Linked DNA regions of Ovis aries: all the other regions are linked to region 2. Evidence: chromatin contacts called from public Hi-C data. All regions are on one chromosome and are shown on one strand. The core of a region is the stretch at or near the end of the contact, and the rest is flanking DNA. Distances in the headings are between cores, read along the strand shown.

Region 1 (3,339 bases), core at 257-2,756, 230 kb before region 2:
ATTCGTAACACCGAGGCCCGAATGCTATCGGATTTACGGTGAAGTATACTAATGTCTGCGACTGAGCGTGACATGCAAAGGCAGCCTGCTGGAGGGCTAAATGGACAGACAGAAGACAAGCAACGGCGTGAAGTGTCGCTTGTAGAACCTGGGCACACAGGTACACAGCTCTTTCAGTTTTGCCGTACGTCAGAAGAGTGCCATAAAAAAGCAGAGAGGGGCAGTCTAAGGATGGAGGGGACGATAGGACGATGGAAACGGGGCTGCTTAGCACGTGGAGAGGACGCAGCGACTCTGCAGTGATAGCCTCTCAGACAGCTGAGGCTGGATAAAGAGAAGCTAGTCACCTTAATCCTGCCACAGTTTCCCCTCTGCAAGCATGGTGTCCAGAATGGAGGCTTCTCTTTGGCCCTTTCTTAGCACAGTTAGGCTAGAGGGCAAGAGTCTTGGCCTGGACTGAGAGCTGCTGAGCCACAGCAGAGGTCCTGGCAACGGGCTGAGGGGGACTGCTACACAGACAGCACTGTCTCAGGAGTCAGAAACACAGGCACAAACTCCAGTGTTACTAAACTGAGTCGCCAGGGGGCTGGGTGGACAGGTCTCTCACCCTGAATTTTTTCATCTACAAAAAAAGCAACAATTAAAAAAAAGAAAAAAAAAGAGCCTGAATAGTTCTGTGATAATAATGCAGCAGAAAGGACCGGGCACCGCCATCCCTCGGTAGATATGGGCTTTAAGTGGAATGGTCAAAAAGGACTCGGTACCCGTCACCTGCCGAGCCTGGCCACTTGCCGGCTTTAAAATCCCAGGGCCTCGCAATGCGCTCTCAGAAAGCCCCCCAGAGCCCGTCCCCAAAGTCTAACACTCCCGTTGGGCGGTTTAAACGTTGTGTCCGAAACGCGCGGTCCGGGAGAGCAGGGTTCCGCGCCGCCCCGCCGCCCGCCGCAGCCCCGGCCCCGCCGCAGCCCCGGCCCCGCCGCAGCCCCGGCCCCGCCGCAGCCCCGGCCCCGCCGCAGCCCCGGCCCCGCCGCCCCGCCAGGCCCGCCCCGCCGCAGCCCCGGCCCCGCCGCCCCGCCAGGCCCGCCCCGCCGCCCCGCCAGGCCCGCCCCGCCGCCCGCGCCACACCTCACGCGCGTTCTCCTGGCCCACGAGGCCCGAGGCCGCCTGCTTGGCCAGGCCGCTCTCGTCCAGCCCCAGCCCCTTCACATGGCTGTGGGAGGCGATGCGCTGAGTCTTCGTGGTGCTCTTCACCTCCTCGATCTTCATCCTGACAACCGCAGCCCCCGAGCCCGCACAGCCCAGGCAGCGCGCACCCCGTCACCACGAGGCCGTTACCAGGCGGTTGGTCCCGCCTAGGTCGGCGTCCCATTGGCCGCGGCGGGAACGCCTCCGCGCTCCATTGGCTCCTGGCTGCGCCCGTCGCGGCTGCCGGTAGGGCCCGCCCACCAGCTTCCGGCGGTGTCCCACGGTTGGCTTCCCCCGCGGGGGGCGCTTCCTTCCTGGGTAGGGACTAGCCGGGCGGCGCTGCGGCTCACTAGGGGCGCGCGTCCCGCTCTTCACCGGGCCTTCCGGCCGTGAGCGCGTTCGAACCGATACCGCTCTGCGGAGCTCAAGTTCGACCTCGGTGTCGGAGACGAACAGACAGGTTTAGAACTCAAGCTTCGACCTGCGCCGGCTGAGCAGCTTTCTGACAGCCACTCCTGCCGCCGTCTTCGGGGAGGCCGTGCTCAGCGTCCTCAGGGGCCTGTCCTCTGCGTCCCCTCGCCTCCGCCTCTCGCTTTACTCGTTTAGGGTAATTCCTAGTCCGGATGAAGATGCGGGCGCAAAGAGGCCCCGCAAGTCACCCAAGAGCGCGCAGCAAGTAATCAGCAGTTGGAATTTCTGCTGAGGGCTTAAGGCGCGGCAGCCTGTGGGACCCTCATCCCAGCCCTCGGATTGGACGGTCATCCCGCGGCTGCGTCCTGTCCGTTCCATGAAAATGTCAGCGCTGCCTGGAACAGTGTGCTCTTCCCATCCACCCATCCGTTCAATAAACGTTGGTTTGCACCTGCTCTGAGCCGGACACTCCACGATGCAGGCTTAAATACAAAGTCTGCAGCCTTAACAAGCTTAGTCCTTAGTTGGGAAGCTTGCGATGGTGAGGTGTGCAAGCCCCAAGCAGGCCACCTGGAACAGCTGGAGAGCCTAGGAAGGCACCAGAAGGTGATATGGTAATGCCCACACGGAACCCTGATGGCAGGCTAACGTTCTTAGGAGAAGATGGTGCTTTGCCATGTCGCAGGTAAGTGGACTCAGGTCCAGAGAAACGAGGGACTTGCCCAGAGCTCAGGGGGGCCTTTCTGGATCGGGGCTGAGACAGGCCTGAAGCCACATCGTGCTGCAGTGGTTGCTGACTCTCGTCTCTCCTTGCGCTTCTCCGTCATCACTTCTGAGTCTAGGTTTCCAGTTACTTGCATGACTGTCCGGTCAGAGTCAGCCTCTCCCACTAAACTGCAGGCGCTGTGAAAGCGCAGACCTCGTCGCTGCTGTCCGTCATTTTAGCGTCAGTGTCTGGCTCATAGCTAAGGCTTCTGCCCGGTTCTGGAACCCCGCCCCCCCCCCCCCCCCCCCCCCCCGTTCCCACGGAGTCAGGCAGTTTTGCTGCGTGTATTTTACACACTGGATCTTAACCGGACTTGGTAGTGGTTTCTGTCAGTGAATGGAAACTTTTGTCCCCCACCTCCTCTTCCACCAGAGCGGCTGCATTTTTTTTTCCTGCTTAAAGAAGGGTTCAGAAATCTGATCTGACCCAGCATTCTCTTTTTACAGGTGCGGAAACTAAGGCCCTAAAGGAGGATGGAGTTTGTCCAAAATCACAAATTGAGCAAATGCCTTTCCAGGCCTAGACTGCAGGTCCAGCGTGCAGAGAAACTGGACCTGGCCGCAGAGTCAGGCAGTTCCTTCTGTTTCAGCAGAAGATGATGTAGCAGGCCAGGCTCCAAGGCGCATGAAGGTCGGTGAGGCCACGGCAGTAGACTTGATTATCATGCCTGCCCAGCACCCTTCTTACCTCCTGACCCCCCTCACTCTCATTTTCTGTAGAGAACCACCCTTACCCCTCTGGGCACCACATGGCTTAGATGGGTTGGCCCTCCCTCAGCTTCGTTTCCGGGATGGACACGGGACCTTGGCCTGGCCGATCGGTGTCCTCTCGTCCCCAGAATAGTGATTGGTTCAGAAATGTTAGCGGACAGTCCAGTGACACTTAGTCCTGCACCTTTACGGGAAATAACAGGAAAGAGCCTTGGTCCTGGGTCTCCGCGTCATCTTTGCCGCTACATGGGAAGGCTCCGCCTGAGG
Region 2 (3,631 bases), core at 125-2,624:
TGCAGTTAGAGTACACACCAAAGGGCTGTTGTGAGAGTTAAATGCGAATGTCCTTAAAATACCGACCACAACACCCAACACCAGGTAAATTCTCAGTAAGACACCAGTACAGCAACCCAGGTTCGAAGCAGGCTCTCCAGGCATGATGGCCAGATAGCTTCTGCTGTAGTCGTCTCACACTCTGGCAGCCTCGCTGGGTAGGAGGAGCTTTTATAAAAGAATAGGACTTGACAGTCCAGCACATAAAAGTGAAGTTTTAATCCATCCTTCCACAAAGCTTGAAGCAAACCTGCGCCCTACATCATGGAGGAGGCCTGAGAGGGAACAGGAGTCATTTCGGAAGCATGATCTCTATAAAGGCAACTCTACAGCTCCAAGTTCAGAAGTACGACACTGTAATGACTATTTTCCCAACTAATAATTGGGTAATCACTTAATGCATGTTGTCTAATGGGAACAGCAATAAAAGGGAAACCTCTGCATATGTATGTTCCCTACGCCCAAAGCCAACACTGCCTCCTCGAGGGACGTAAAACTGACGACTGAAACGCCTGGAAGAAAAGAAGCCGACTGGGGATCCATTTATTGCTTTACTGTCAGAATGAGAACAGGTCGGGGGAGGCAGAGAACTGGACTTTCCTCTTCTGTACCCTATGACTCGCACGAGTTTTTAAACTAACTTAAAGAAGAGAGAACTGTTTTTTTCAAGAGTTCCTCGCAGCCGTAAGAAATGCGTTCTGTGCGCAACGGTTTCAAAGAGGCACAACCCTGGAAGCAGGAGACCCGAGTTTCCGACCGCTGCGGCCTGGGGCGGCTCCCCGCGCCCCCGCGCTCCGGCCGCGCGCCCCCGCGCTCCGGCCGCGCGCCCCCGCGCTCCGGCCGCGCGCCCCCGCGCTCCGGCCGCGCGCCCCCGCGCTCCGGCCGCGCGCCCCCGCGCTCCGGCCGCGCGCCCCCGCGCTCCGGCCGCGCGCCCCCGCAGGCCCGGGGCCCGGCCGCCCGCGCCGCGGGCCGCTGCTGACGTGTCCGGGGCGGCCGCCGCGCCGCCCCGCCGCCCCGCTCACCTGCACGCCGAGGTGCGCCAGCCGGGCCTCCAGCTCGGGCTCCAGCGCCAGCAGGAAGGAGGCGGCGCGCGGCGAGGAGCCGCTGCCCGCGTGCGCCAGGACCACCTCGGCCGTCACCTTGGCCAGGTGGCTGCTCAGGTCCACCGTGCGCTTCACGTCCTCGTTGACCAGCGGCGGCGCGTCCGAGGAGGCGCGGCCCGGCGCCGGGGCGCAGGCCGCGAGCAGCAGCAGCAGCAGCAGCGGCGGCGGCGGCGGCAGCAGGCGGGCGGCGGGCGCCTCCATGGCCGGGACCGAGCTGAGCCGCAGGGCGCCCGCCCCCCGCGCGCCCGCGCGCGCCCCGCGTCCGCCACGGCGCAGCCGCCCATTGGCCGGCCGGCGCCCAAGATGGCGGCGCCCGCCCGAGGACCCGGTCTCCACGGCAACGGGCGGCCCGCCGAGCGCCTGCCTGCGCGCGGGCGGCCCGCCGAGCGCCTGCTGTCCCCACCGCCGGACGCGGGGCGCGCGCCGCCGCCGCCCCGGGAAGTGCTGCCGCCGGGTGGGCGGCGTGTTCCCTTCCAGCTTAGGGAACGCTGCCCCCGAGCTCTCTGTGAACCTGAAGACACTTGGCGCCGCTCCTGACTGCCTCGAGAAGCGGCTTGGCGGAGCTCTGAGCTGCGCGCCCGTCTGAAGGAAGGACGGGAGACGTGCTTTTAGCGGGGAGCCTAGCTCTGGCGGGGAAGAGGGGCGGGAGGAGGGCTGGAAGACGGTGGGCGACCTGGGCCTCAGAGCTCCGCGGCCCCAGGGACTCGGATCGCTTCCGTGAGTGAGCCGGCGCGCACCAGACATCACCGGTGCTCGAAGGCAGCGAGACCCCGGCCTAGGCCAGACTCGCTCTCCCGGAAGCGGGGGCCGGGAGGCGGCAGTCGCCCCTGAGCGCGGCGGCGCGGACGCTCGGCCCTGGGGGCTCAGAGCCGCCTGGGCCCCAGCTCCTGGGTGTGTGCGTCTTCAGTGCCTCCCTGGACCCCGGGCGCACGAGCGCGTCTCAAAGACGGAGGAAGCAGGAGCTCATCCGGCTGTAGGCAAGCGTTGCGGGAAGCAAAGTCACTCAGAAGGACAGTGCAGATAGATGGCGGAGTGCGGTTTATTACACCGCCGGGCCCAAGGCAGCGCTCTTAGCCAAGGACCCCGACCAGTTTTTGTGAAAAACCTTATATGCCCTAACTGTACATGCTCAAACCCACCTCCCCAAATTCCCTGAAACTGGTCCGAACAAGGTAAAAGATACGATCAAAGTTAATCCATGATTCATGTGTCATAAGCCTAGATAGTTACACAGTAGACATTTATCAATAGGCCTGTGGTCATATCCCAATAAACATAATGGAATTTACGACTTTGTTCTGCTACATAGAGAATTAGCATATTCTTTTAGGTGACTGAGAGTCCAAGTCCTGAGGCTCTTTTATCAGGGTTGGGGGGGGGGTCTGGTTTTCCATTGGTATGTATGTCAAGGCTGTATATTGTCACCCTGCTTAATTTATATGCAGAGTACATCATGACAAACGCTGGACAGGAAGAAACAAGCTGGAATCAAGATTGCTGGGAGAAATACCAATAACCTCAGATATGCAGATGACACCACCTTTATGGCAGAAAGTGAAGAGGAACTAAAAACCTTCTTGATGAAAGTGAAAGAGGAGAGTGAAACAGTTGGCTTAAAGCTCAACATTCAGAAAACGAAGATCGTGGCATCTGGTCCCATCACTTCATGGGAAATAGATGGGGAAACAGTGGAAACAGTGTCAGACTTTATTTTTTGGGGCTCCAGAATCACTGCAGATGGTGACTGCAGCCATGAAATTAAAAGACACTTACTCCTTGGAAGAAAAGTTATGACCAACCTAGATAGCATATTAAAAAGCAGAGATATTACTTTGCCAACAAAGGTCCGTCTAGTCAAGGCTATGGTTTTTCCTGTGGTCATGTATGGATGTGAGAGTTGGACTGTGAAGAAGGCTAAGTGCCAAAGAATTGATACTTTTGAACTGTGGTGTTGGAGAAGACTCTTGAGAGTCCCTTGGACTGCAAGGAGATCCAACCAGTCCATTCTGAAGGAGATCAGCCCTGGGATTTCTTTGGAAGGAATGATGCTAAAGCTGAAGCTCCAGTACTTTGGCCACCTCGTGCGAAGAGTTGACTTTTTGGAAAAGATATCTGATGCTGGGAGGGATTGGGGGCAGGAGGAGAAGGGGACGACCGAGGATGAGATGGCTGGACGGCATCACTGACTCGATGGACCTGAGTCTGAGTGAACTCTGGTAGTTGGTGATGGACAGGGAGGCCTGGCGTGCTGTGATTCATGGGGTTGCAAAGAGTCGGATATGACTGAGCAACTGAACTGAACTGAACTGGTGCCATTTCTATTGACACTGGGCACAAACTTGAGAGTCCACTGGGAGGGTGATCATGTGTGTAGCCTAATGTTCACAGGCTGGCCTAAGATGGAGTCCAGTTCTGTCTGTCTGCTCCTTCATTAACCCCTCCTGATGCTCTTAACTCCTAGTATGAGCATCACTGATAGGAATATATTA
Region 3 (3,537 bases), core at 940-3,439, 130 kb after region 2:
CTCACAGGCGAGGAGGGCTGTGTGCGCTCCGGAGCCCCACCGTCCCATTCCTGGTTCCAGGAGGCATCACCGGAGCGGAAGCATGGACTGGGCCTTCGCACCAGCTGCCCCTCACCAACTGGGCAACCTGGGACCCCTCACAGCCTTTCTGCACTTCTGTCTTCACACCTGTTAAGCTTGCTTCCAGCTGACACTCACTCGATGATGAGGTGGTACAAAGAGAACCGTGGCTAAACACCGAGACGCCGCATACAGTCGGTCCTTGTCTCCAGACTATGCTTTCTTCTGAAATGTTTTTTTTTTTTCTTTCCCAGTCAAGGTTTCCCATAGTATTTATTTTGATTTTCTGCTCATTAAAAAGGTTTTTTAGTTTCAATAGGGAAGTATGCACCGACTAAAAATGGCTCGAGTAACTATTTCATGTAAATAATGGCTTCACTCAACCAAAAAAATCAGTTATCTCATATGTTGATTTCAAAATATGATCTTCCTAACGTAAAGATGAACCTGTTGACTACCCTATAAACACAACACTTCTGAAGAGCACGCAACAGGGACTTCCCTGGGGGTCCAGTGGCTAAGACTCTGTGCTTCCACTACCGGGGCGCAGGCTCAGTCCCTGGTCACTGAACACTTTCCCTACATGCTGCATGGTGGGGCCTAAAACGTGAAAAAGAAAAAAGTGAGCAACAGGGGTTCAAGCAACTTTGTGAAGTGTCTCATGCATTATGGACCAAATTGAAGAAGGAAACAAGCAGGATTTTAAAACATATCAAAGATATTCAAAATACCTAAGACAAGGAGAAACTATCACTCTCCGGAATGAAGCACTTTTACTACACTGCATATATACAGACACTCCCCCTCTCTCTCTCAGGAGATAAAGCAAGGAAGCAAAACATTATAAACTACTGACCACTCCAGGACTACAGATGTCGATTCTAGAAACACAAGAAAGCAATCGAACTCTGGAATACCAGACCAAACACCTCTGTTCCTGGCTTCAGTTAGAGATAAAACGAGCAGAAAGGGTAGAAGCTTCAGCGTTCAAGAAACATCAGAGGCGTTGGAGGCTAGTGTTGGCGCTGCCCTAAGCCTAGAGAGTCTGATAAGCTGGACTCCTAAGGGGCACAGCGATCCCCTTGCTCCTTTTTCTCTTTAAGATCCCTAAACGACCCAGATCAGGTCGGCGCTCACCTTCTCCAGGTGCAGCCGGGACAGCAGCACCGGGCTGCTGGACCGCGGGCTCTTGTTGTACGAGGGGCAGTACCGGTCGGGGTCCCTCCACTCCGGGAGCCGCTGGTGGCCCTGCCGGTCCCGGTAGGCGCAGGCCCGGGCCAGGACCTCCTTGGGCAGGTGGCAGGACGTCCGGCCGCACATCCTCGGCGCCCACACCGCGAGCCCTGCGCGCGGGGCCAGAAGGAGTCGGACTCGGGCCTCGCCCCACGCGGCCCGCCTCTCCCCAGCCCCAGCCCCGGCCCGCGCGCCCGGCTCCCGGGGACGCCGCCCGCCCCGCGGCCCGGCGCGGCCCGGCCCGCCGACAGAAGGGAGCCCGCCCCGCCTGGGCCGCCTCCCGCCCAGCCGCGCCGCCGCCCCCAGCCCCGCTCCGCCCGCTCCAGGACCGCTGACCCCGAGAGCCGAGCGCCGCCGCCGCCCGCGCCCGCCGCGACTCGCCCGCAGCTCGCCCGCCGCTCTCGCGCGCCCGCGCCTGGCCCCGCCCCCAGCGGCCGCCTGGCCCCGCCCCGTGACAGGCTCCGCCCCCCGCGCGCCGGCGCCTCCTCCCGGCCCGCGCTGCGCCCGCTCCCGCGCTGCGCCCGCTCCCGCGCTGCGCCCGCTCCCGCGCTGCGCCCGCTCCCGCGCTGCGCCCGCTCCCGCGCTGCGCCCGCTCCCGCGCTGCGCCCGCTCCCGCGCTGCGCCCGCTCCCGCGCTGCGCCCGCTCCCGCGCTGCGCCCAGGGACTGCCCGGGAACGTGGCTCTCCTGAAAGCGCCCGACAAGGAGACGGACAAGGAGACGGATAGTCTCGGGGTCCACGTCCTCCGTGTTGGCCGTGCCCCTGCGGGGTGAACTGCCTGCATGACTAACCTCGGGGAGGGGCCGGGAACGGCCCGAATCACGGGTCACTCACACTTCAGTGGGCACCGGAATACTTTGCAAGGCCTCCACCTTTACCCCCACCCCAAATACGAATCTTTAACGGTCGACGCCAAGGTTTTTAAAAATAGGCAAAACATATGTATTGGCAAAACCACCACACCTGGGTTTAAAAGCCCAGCTGCGGAAACCAGGGCCTTCCGCTCTGCGGGGCTGTTCCTCCAGCCTCAGGACTGCACCCCCACCTCAGACCTTGCACTCGGCCCACCCAGACCCCCAGACCTCACCCATCTCCTACAGGAGGGTGGTTGTGCCCGCCCACGGCTGTCATCCCCTCAGCAAGCCCGTGCTGCTCCCGCTCCGGGGTGTGGGGCACGGGCAGAGGCCCGTGAGAGGGTCCTGCCTCCTGTAGGTACTGTGGCAAAGGGCTACGGGCGGCAGAGAAGCCGGACCCCTAAGCACGAGTCTGCAGAAGTAGCAGTCATTCAATAAATACATGCTGATTTATTTGTAGGGATAAGATGATGGTTCCAAAGGGGATAAAGTCAGGTGGTGCAAGCACTTTATTCATTTGCAATGCCCCTTCCCTGGCAGGCAAGGCAGCACGACGTTCTAGGATGAGCTAAAATTACGCCATTTAAAGAGTCACTGTCAGCAGCGGGGTTTGGGGCGGGGGGTCAATTTAAGAAAACGAAAAACACAACAAAAGACCCTCAGTGATTCCTAATTGCTTTTCAATACACAGGCTTGGAAAGGAGCTTCCACTGGGTTCAGGAGGAAGGCGCGACTCCTGCGTAGTGTTCGGGGAAAGGGGAGGACGTGATCCGATGCAAGCTGGCCCCTTAGCCCACAGACGCCAGGACGATGTCCACAGGCAGCTCCTCCGAACTTCTGGCTGTTACCTGCAGAGTGACCGTGTCCAACAGCAGCAGCCGGGAGCGCACCAGGACATCATGGCCGCCCCGGAACACGCCTGCAGGGGAGGGGAGAAGGCAGGCGCGTAAGGCCGGAGGGGGCTGCGGGGCTGGGCTGAGGGCGGCGTGCCACAGCTGGCAGAGGCAGCTCTGGGGTGAGACGGGAGCTGTGCGAGGCGCTGGGCACGTCACTACACCTCTCTGAACTACAGCGTCATCAGTGACCTCGGCAGAGATCAGTCTGCATGTCACGCTGCTGCCAAGCCCCGATGCACCACTGGACGTGTATGGTTCTGTGCGACATCACCGAGGCTCTCAGACCGCATCGAAGGTCACAGACCGAGGGACAGCCCCACCAGGGCAAAATCGCAGTGCAGGCGTCTGCAAAGCCCAGGGGATGGGGCGCCGCACTGCAGGCTTGGGGGCGGCCAGCTGTGAGCGGGGCACTGGAGCAGAGCCACTTCCTAACCCTGTTTATAAACACTCAGAAAACAGAACTTCCCTTTGCTCACAGTCCCAGGTGCAGCAAGC

The links. Hi-C and Micro-C count contacts between places; a contact is called where the count stands out from the background.
Region 1: a contact with region 2 is called in a Hi-C map of liver, with 4 times the contacts expected there. The contact joins the promoter of EEFSEC here to the promoter of RPN1 in region 2. A contact is called at or near these places in 5 of 16 Hi-C or Micro-C datasets (blood, liver, omental adipose tissue and 2 more).
Region 3: a Hi-C map of tail adipose tissue shows a contact between it and region 2, with 2.6 times the contacts expected there. The contact joins the promoter of HMCES here to the promoter of RPN1 in region 2. A contact is called at or near these places in 3 of 16 Hi-C or Micro-C datasets (liver, muscle and tail adipose tissue).

What each region holds. Positions count from the first base shown.
Region 1 is chr19:59,389,850-59,393,188 of ARS-UI_Ramb_v3.0, reverse strand. It overlaps EEFSEC (eukaryotic elongation factor, selenocysteine-tRNA specific), which reads left to right and starts at 1,506. Exons shown (of 8, transcript XM_027957861.2): 1 at 1,506-2,281; 2 at 2,809-3,339. RUVBL1 (RuvB like AAA ATPase 1) reads right to left here and starts at 1,340. Exons shown (of 10, transcript XM_042236698.1): 1 at 1,126-1,340. The coding sequence starts at 1,266.
Region 2 is chr19:59,163,967-59,167,597 of ARS-UI_Ramb_v3.0, reverse strand. RPN1 (ribophorin I) reads right to left here and starts at 1,374. Exons shown (of 10, transcript XM_027957856.3): 1 at 1,062-1,374. The coding sequence starts at 1,343. It overlaps LOC121817306 (a long non-coding RNA gene), which reads right to left. Exons shown (of 3, transcript XR_009597475.1): 3 at 2,668-3,631.
Region 3 is chr19:59,036,102-59,039,638 of ARS-UI_Ramb_v3.0, reverse strand. It overlaps HMCES (5-hydroxymethylcytosine binding, ES cell specific), which reads right to left and starts at 2,189. Exons shown (of 7, transcript XM_060402692.1): 1 at 2,084-2,189; 2 at 1,198-1,403. The coding sequence starts at 1,380. It overlaps COPG1 (COPI coat complex subunit gamma 1), which reads right to left. Exons shown (of 24, transcript XM_027957854.2): 24 at 2,577-3,065. The coding sequence ends at 2,935.